2 separate regions of the Sus scrofa genome follow, and region 1 is linked to region 2. The links are chromatin contacts, called in public promoter capture Hi-C maps. All regions are on one chromosome and are shown on one strand. The core of a region is the stretch at or near the end of the contact, and the rest is flanking DNA. Distances in the headings are between cores, read along the strand shown.

Evidence for each region. Promoter capture Hi-C pulls out the DNA fragments that hold promoters and counts their contacts.
Region 1: a promoter capture Hi-C map of fetal skeletal muscle shows a contact between it and region 2, with 4 times the contacts expected there. The contact joins the promoter of ABCA7 here to the promoter of ATP5D in region 2. A contact is called at or near these places in 1 of 5 promoter capture datasets (fetal skeletal muscle), 4 of 47 Hi-C or Micro-C datasets (heart right ventricle, liver, skeletal muscle and 1 more) and 2 of 2 datasets of contacts at active chromatin or transcription factors (alveolar macrophages and skeletal muscle).

Annotation. Positions count from the first base shown.
Region 1 is chr2:77,374,061-77,376,760 of Sscrofa11.1, forward strand. ABCA7 (ATP-binding cassette sub-family A member 7) reads right to left here and starts at 1,289. Exons shown (of 47, transcript XM_013994807.2): 1 at 1,145-1,289; 2 at 1-110. It overlaps CNN2 (calponin-2), which reads right to left. Exons shown (of 8, transcript XM_003353959.3): 7 at 2,695-2,700; 8 at 1,960-2,692. The coding sequence ends at 2,658.
Region 2 is chr2:77,217,933-77,220,672 of Sscrofa11.1, forward strand. ATP5D (ATP synthase subunit delta, mitochondrial) reads right to left here and starts at 1,369. Exons shown (of 5, transcript XM_003122991.5): 1 at 573-1,369; 2 at 1-13. The coding sequence starts at 713.

The sequences.
Region 1 (2,700 bases), core at 39-2,538, 160 kb after region 2:
GGGTAAGCCAATAGGAGTCTTGCCCGAAGCCGTCCTCTTATCTGATTGGTTGCCGGGACTCACTCTCCCGCCCGGGCTGCGGCTGGCTTCGCTGCGGCGATCTATTAATCCTGCAGGGGGCGGAGCCTAGACTTAACTCTTTCCTCACCAGCCCCCACCCTGAGCCCCACTGAAGGGCTTCCAGCCGGGTCCTGTCCTCCAGCCTCATCTCTAAGCGAGGGAAGAGTTCCCTCCCACCCCCGGTCCCCGGTCCCCGGTCTTCCCCGATGATAATAGCAACGGGTATGTACTGTGCTGAGCATTTTACATGACAGGCTGGAAGAGGGGCCACCCTAGGCCCCCCCAGAGAGAGGTGACTCATCCAGCAGGAGGCACGGCCCCAGCTCCGCCCTCCCCTCCCTTATTCCTCGCTCAGAAGAAACACAAGATTCAGACTATGAATAAGGAGACGGGGCGGCGATGGAGGCTCCTGGAACCAGCGATTCCTGGTCCTGCCTGTCCCTTGCTTGGAACTGTCCAGCCTGGCCTTCTGCATCATTGTACAATGGGGAAACTGAGGCCGCCAGAGGTAGCAGGGAGTGGGCCCGAGGCCTCTGACCACCGCTCCAAGACTCTCCTTTCCGAGTGGCATCGGAGGGAGCGGCCTCAGTTTTTCTATTGATAAAATGGGGTAGAGAGCAGAGGGGCGTAGGAACCGAGAGAAGGGCTGCAGGTGTATGCTAGCAAAGCCCCTCTCAGGTGAGTCTAATGCTCCACCTTCCCTGTGAGAATTAGGGATTAGTTCTGCCGCCCCCAACACACTCCCCGGCAGGAAGTGAAGGCGAATGAGTCTGGATTAGGCTTGCACCTCTTAACTCCCACGGAATCTGCCTCTTCCCACCCATCTGCACCCTCGCATCTTTGCGTCTCAGGGCCTTTCCTGTCTCTCTCCGGTACCCTCGCACCGTTCCAGCCCCCAACACTTGCGGCTTCCCTCCGCCCGATAGAGGCTGAGGAGCGCGGTTCCTTTAAGAGGAAGTTCCCCCCTCCCCCCAACCTACCAGGGGCGCGGCTCCCCTGCAGCCTGCAGCCTCCTGCGCGAGATGCCGCGCCCGGACCCAGCCCGGCCCCGCCCCGCCCCGTCCTCTCCCATTGGCTTGTATACCCGCCATTCAGAGGCCGGATCAACAGGAGCCGCGCGCGCAGAGGGGGAAGACGAGGGTCAGAGCAGGGACGCGCTGAATCGGGTTTCTTAAAGGGATCGCTGGCTTCTTGCTGCATCACTGCGGGGAGGTGGGGCGCCTGGCTCACCCTAAGTGGGCTGGCCTGCGGACGCACCAGTTGGGCTGTCTTCTCTCGTTGCATAGCCGCCCGCAATACCGCAGCTCCTGTCTCCTGTCGCAGGAGGTTCCTTTCTCCCCACTCTACCCTGGAGGGCCCCAGCCCTAGCCAAACTTGCTCTAATGCCCTGAGACTCCACTTGGCCATCCCGAAAAAATGGGGGTTCAACTAAAGTCATCATTCGCTAATTCATTCATTCATTCCACAAACATTCCTTGGTCCCTACAGCGGGCCAGGTGACGGCAGAAGGTGGAGGGGCCCCCAACATTCTAAGATTAGACTCTTTGGTCATAATGGTCCCCCTGATTTTGAAGAAAACCTCCGGATGGTTCCCTCTCCAGGAAATTGGGTATGTTTCACAAGATCATGATGAAGATGAAACAAGTGTGAAGAGCTCTGAGCTCCGTGAAAGGAGGTGGTTTCTTGTTGGGACTTTGAGGATGAATAGGAGTATGCTAAAGAGGGAACTCCAGGCAGTGATTGCACAAGCAAAAAGCCTAGAGGCTGGATGAAGCCACATCTCCCCAGGCTGGTCCTGAGGATTTACTCAGAGGTTTGCCCTTTGCCCCCCTAGGGCCCCAGAAGGGATCCAAGCCACGTACCTCCCCCCAGGCTGTCTTGGACACCAACTCCTGCACCTTCATTTCCTAAAAAGAGGTTTTATTTCCTTTGGTCCACAGTCGGTATTTCACATTATTTCTTGATCCCAGAGCTCTGGGGCAGGGGCTGGTCCCAGGGAGGGCCTCCAGGAGGGGGTCCCTGTGCAGTACTTGGTGGGGGGGTGGAATCAGGTATTGGGAGGGGTCTGGCTTTGCCTCAGTTACTCAGAACTCCACTGTCCTCTCTGGGCCTCAGTGTCCCCACTGGGCACCTGGGAGGGCTAGAGTTGGTGGTCTAAGGATCCTAGGGAAATCTAGTACATCATAAGGCCTAAAATATTTGGGGACTATGGCCTGGCCTTCTCCCAGAGGACCTACTTCCTTCCTAACACCTCCCCCACCCCCCTGAAAAAAAAGTATTTTCATTTCACTAAAACTACCTGAAACTTGTATGGGTATAGAAACCACAAACTGATCAGCAGAGAAAAGAGAAGAGGGGAAGAAGCAACCGGAAACCACTGGGGGCCAGACCCCTCCCTACCTGGGTTTCTTCTCCCTGCCCCACAGTTTGGCCCAAAGCCTGACCCCCAGCCCATATGCAACTGGACAAGGCCTTCCCCTCTTCCCCCAAGACCCTCAGCTGGTAGCATTCAGCTATGTAGAAAAACAAGACAAAAACATGGAAAAACCCCAAAACCCACATGGGGCAATGGGGGGGGAAGAGCTTGCAGAAGCACTTCAGTAGCCCGCCTCCTCCTGGTAGTAGGGGGGTACTCTGGAG
Region 2 (2,740 bases), core at 119-2,618:
CGTTGAAGAACACCTACAGACACACGAAACAAGGGTCGCTTCCGGCCAACCCTGGAGGAATAGCGGTCAGTCACTCCCTAAATTCAAACAACTGGGGCAGGGCTGAGGGATGATGGAGATACAGAGGCAGCTGTGCTGCGGCCTATGCTCGAAACATAGCGGGTTCTCGAGCAAGACTGCAGTATCTTTACCTATTAGGGAAGAAAATCCAGCCACCTTAACCTCCGTTCAAAGAAATGATGTTAAGGCAGAAACCGAGGGCCACCCCAGGAGAATACAGAAGCGGTGAATTTGAACAAAGTGCCCAGGGGCTCAGATTCTGAACAGCGTGGGAAAGGTACACGCTAGGCACACATGGAAAAGGGAGGCTGAGGAGCGGATCCCGAACCACACGGAAAAGGAGCATCTGGGGAACAGGGACCGCTGAAGTTTGGAGACTATGATACCGGACCACACAGGGTTGAAGTGCGGGTCCGGAACGGGGGTCGCTGACCTGAGGGTTGGGGCCAAACGGGGTAGGAGTGCGGGTGCGGGGTCCGGAAAGGTGTCTGGAGCCCGGGGGACGTTCGAACCTGAGTGGGTGAGGCGAAGGTGAAGGACATCTGCCCTGGGCCTGCTGCAGAGGCCGGGGCGGCGGCGGCCTCGGCGTAGGCGCGAGCCTGGCGCACGACTCGGCCAAGACCCGAGCGGCGGAGCAGAGTAGCGGGCAACATGGCTGAGGGTGGAGGGCGGATAGCAGAGCTGCGGCGGGGAGATTCCCGGCTGGAAGCAAGCGGCCTGGAGGGCGAGGAGGACGACGCGCGTAGACTTATGGGACAGGAATCCGCCGAGGGCGCACGCGCAAACTACGACTCCCGGAGCGCAGCCCGCCACGTTATTGGCCACGCCCCGCCTGGGCACGCGGCAAGCTGGGGGTTGTAGTTTCCTTCCGGCCAGCGCCCCCAGTCCGGTGGTCCGGTGGAAGAGGGAGGCTCAATTACATGGTTCTGCATGAGGAAGCGCAGAAGCCTACGTGGAGGAAACACTTGAGTCGAAGTTAAGATTCTGCGGGCGCTTACTTGATGTTAGGCGCAGCGGAGAGAGAGACACGGAACTATCAAGATTCTTGCACTAGTTTGGGGTGGTGAGGGCGCTTTACTGACACACCACATTACATAACCTCTACGTGGGAGTGCCCGTCCGGGTGCAGCAGAAAGGAATCTGTTGAGAACGCGAGTTCGATCCCTGGGTTTGATCAGTGGATCAGAGAGCAGGCACTGCTGTGAGCTGTGGTGTTGATCGCAGATGCGCTCGGTTCTGGCGTTGGCTGTGGCGCAGGCTGGCAGCTGTAGCTGGGATTCGACCCCTAGCCTATGGAACTTCCATATGCCCCGGGTGCAGCCTTAAAAAGCAAAAAATGAAAATAAAAATAGCCTCTACATTAAGAGGTGAAAATACTTAAAAAAAAAAAAAAAAGCAGAGTAGGGGGACTGGCCAGATTTGACTGTAGAAGGTGCAGGCGTCCCGGAGCGGCATCCCAAGCGAAGAGTCTAGCCCCGGCAAGCCAGCGGCGTGGGAACGAACATCTTGGCTGTAACCCCCAAGGGTGCCGGCAGAGGGCGCACGGTGCCCAGAGATGAGCTCCCTGCGGCCCCGCCCGCTTGACCACCGCCCCCACACGTTGCTGACGTTAGGGCGCGTGCGCGGGCGGCCCTGGGCTCCGCTGACGTCACCGCGGCCCGCGCAGTCTCGCTCACAGCGCTGACGTCACTGCCCCGCCCCCGCGCTCAAGCAGGTCTGCGTCCCGGGTTGGGCCCCAGCCCCCCACCTTGGGCTCTAGGAAAATGCGGAGTCCGGAGAGCTCCCCGGCTGAGGCCCACGTTGGGACGGGATGTGACTGAGGAGCGGACGGGTGCAAGGCGCTGGGGAAGTGTCACACCTGGGCCCATGGCTGGGCAGGTGCTGAGGCTGAAAGAGGTCCCCCCCCATGAGGGAGGGAGGCCCTGGGCACTCAGGGAGTTAGTCCCAGTCACCTCTCCTGGCCCTAGGCGTGTTTGCGCAGGGGAGAGAGTCCTGTGCCCTGCGAGACCTCCCTCAGTGCCCCAGACCCTATTGCAATGGAGGCCTCCTCCAGTCGGCTCCTCACACCCATCCATTGGACTTGCCTCTGATCCCCACTCCAGGATAGCCAAGGGGTGGGAGCACCCCCTGTTACTCAGGTCCCAAACTCTAAGTTATCTTGGAATTCTCCATTGGATCCATCGACAAGGCTCCTCCACCCAGTTCGGCCACTGTGGCTAAGTTTACTGGCCTGGAGGGCCTCAAGCTTCTCTCCTGGCCTCACATGGTGTCTTTTCTACACACAGCCAGAGGAACCATATCATACCTTATGGGAACCACGAGTGGCTTCCACTGCCCCTTCAATATGTCGATCTTCAGCCCACACCTTCTCAGACCTCAGAGATTTTGCACAAGCAGTTCCCACACACCTGGAGCCAACCTTCTCAGATATTTGTCCACTTGACTGCTCCTTGCCCTCCCTGGCAGTGTCACTCTTTCATCCACTGGACACACTCGGTCCTTCTAGGGTGCCTGCCCTTTGCTCTGCCTGGGGACTCAGCTATAAATGAACTCCTGCACTTAGAGGTCACTGCATAGTAGGAGCAGGGGTGAGTAGGGACAGAACACACTGGAGCAGATAACAGGCAGCGTTCAGGCAAGAAGCAAAGTGAAGCAGGGGTCAGGAGTGTGGGTTGGAGCT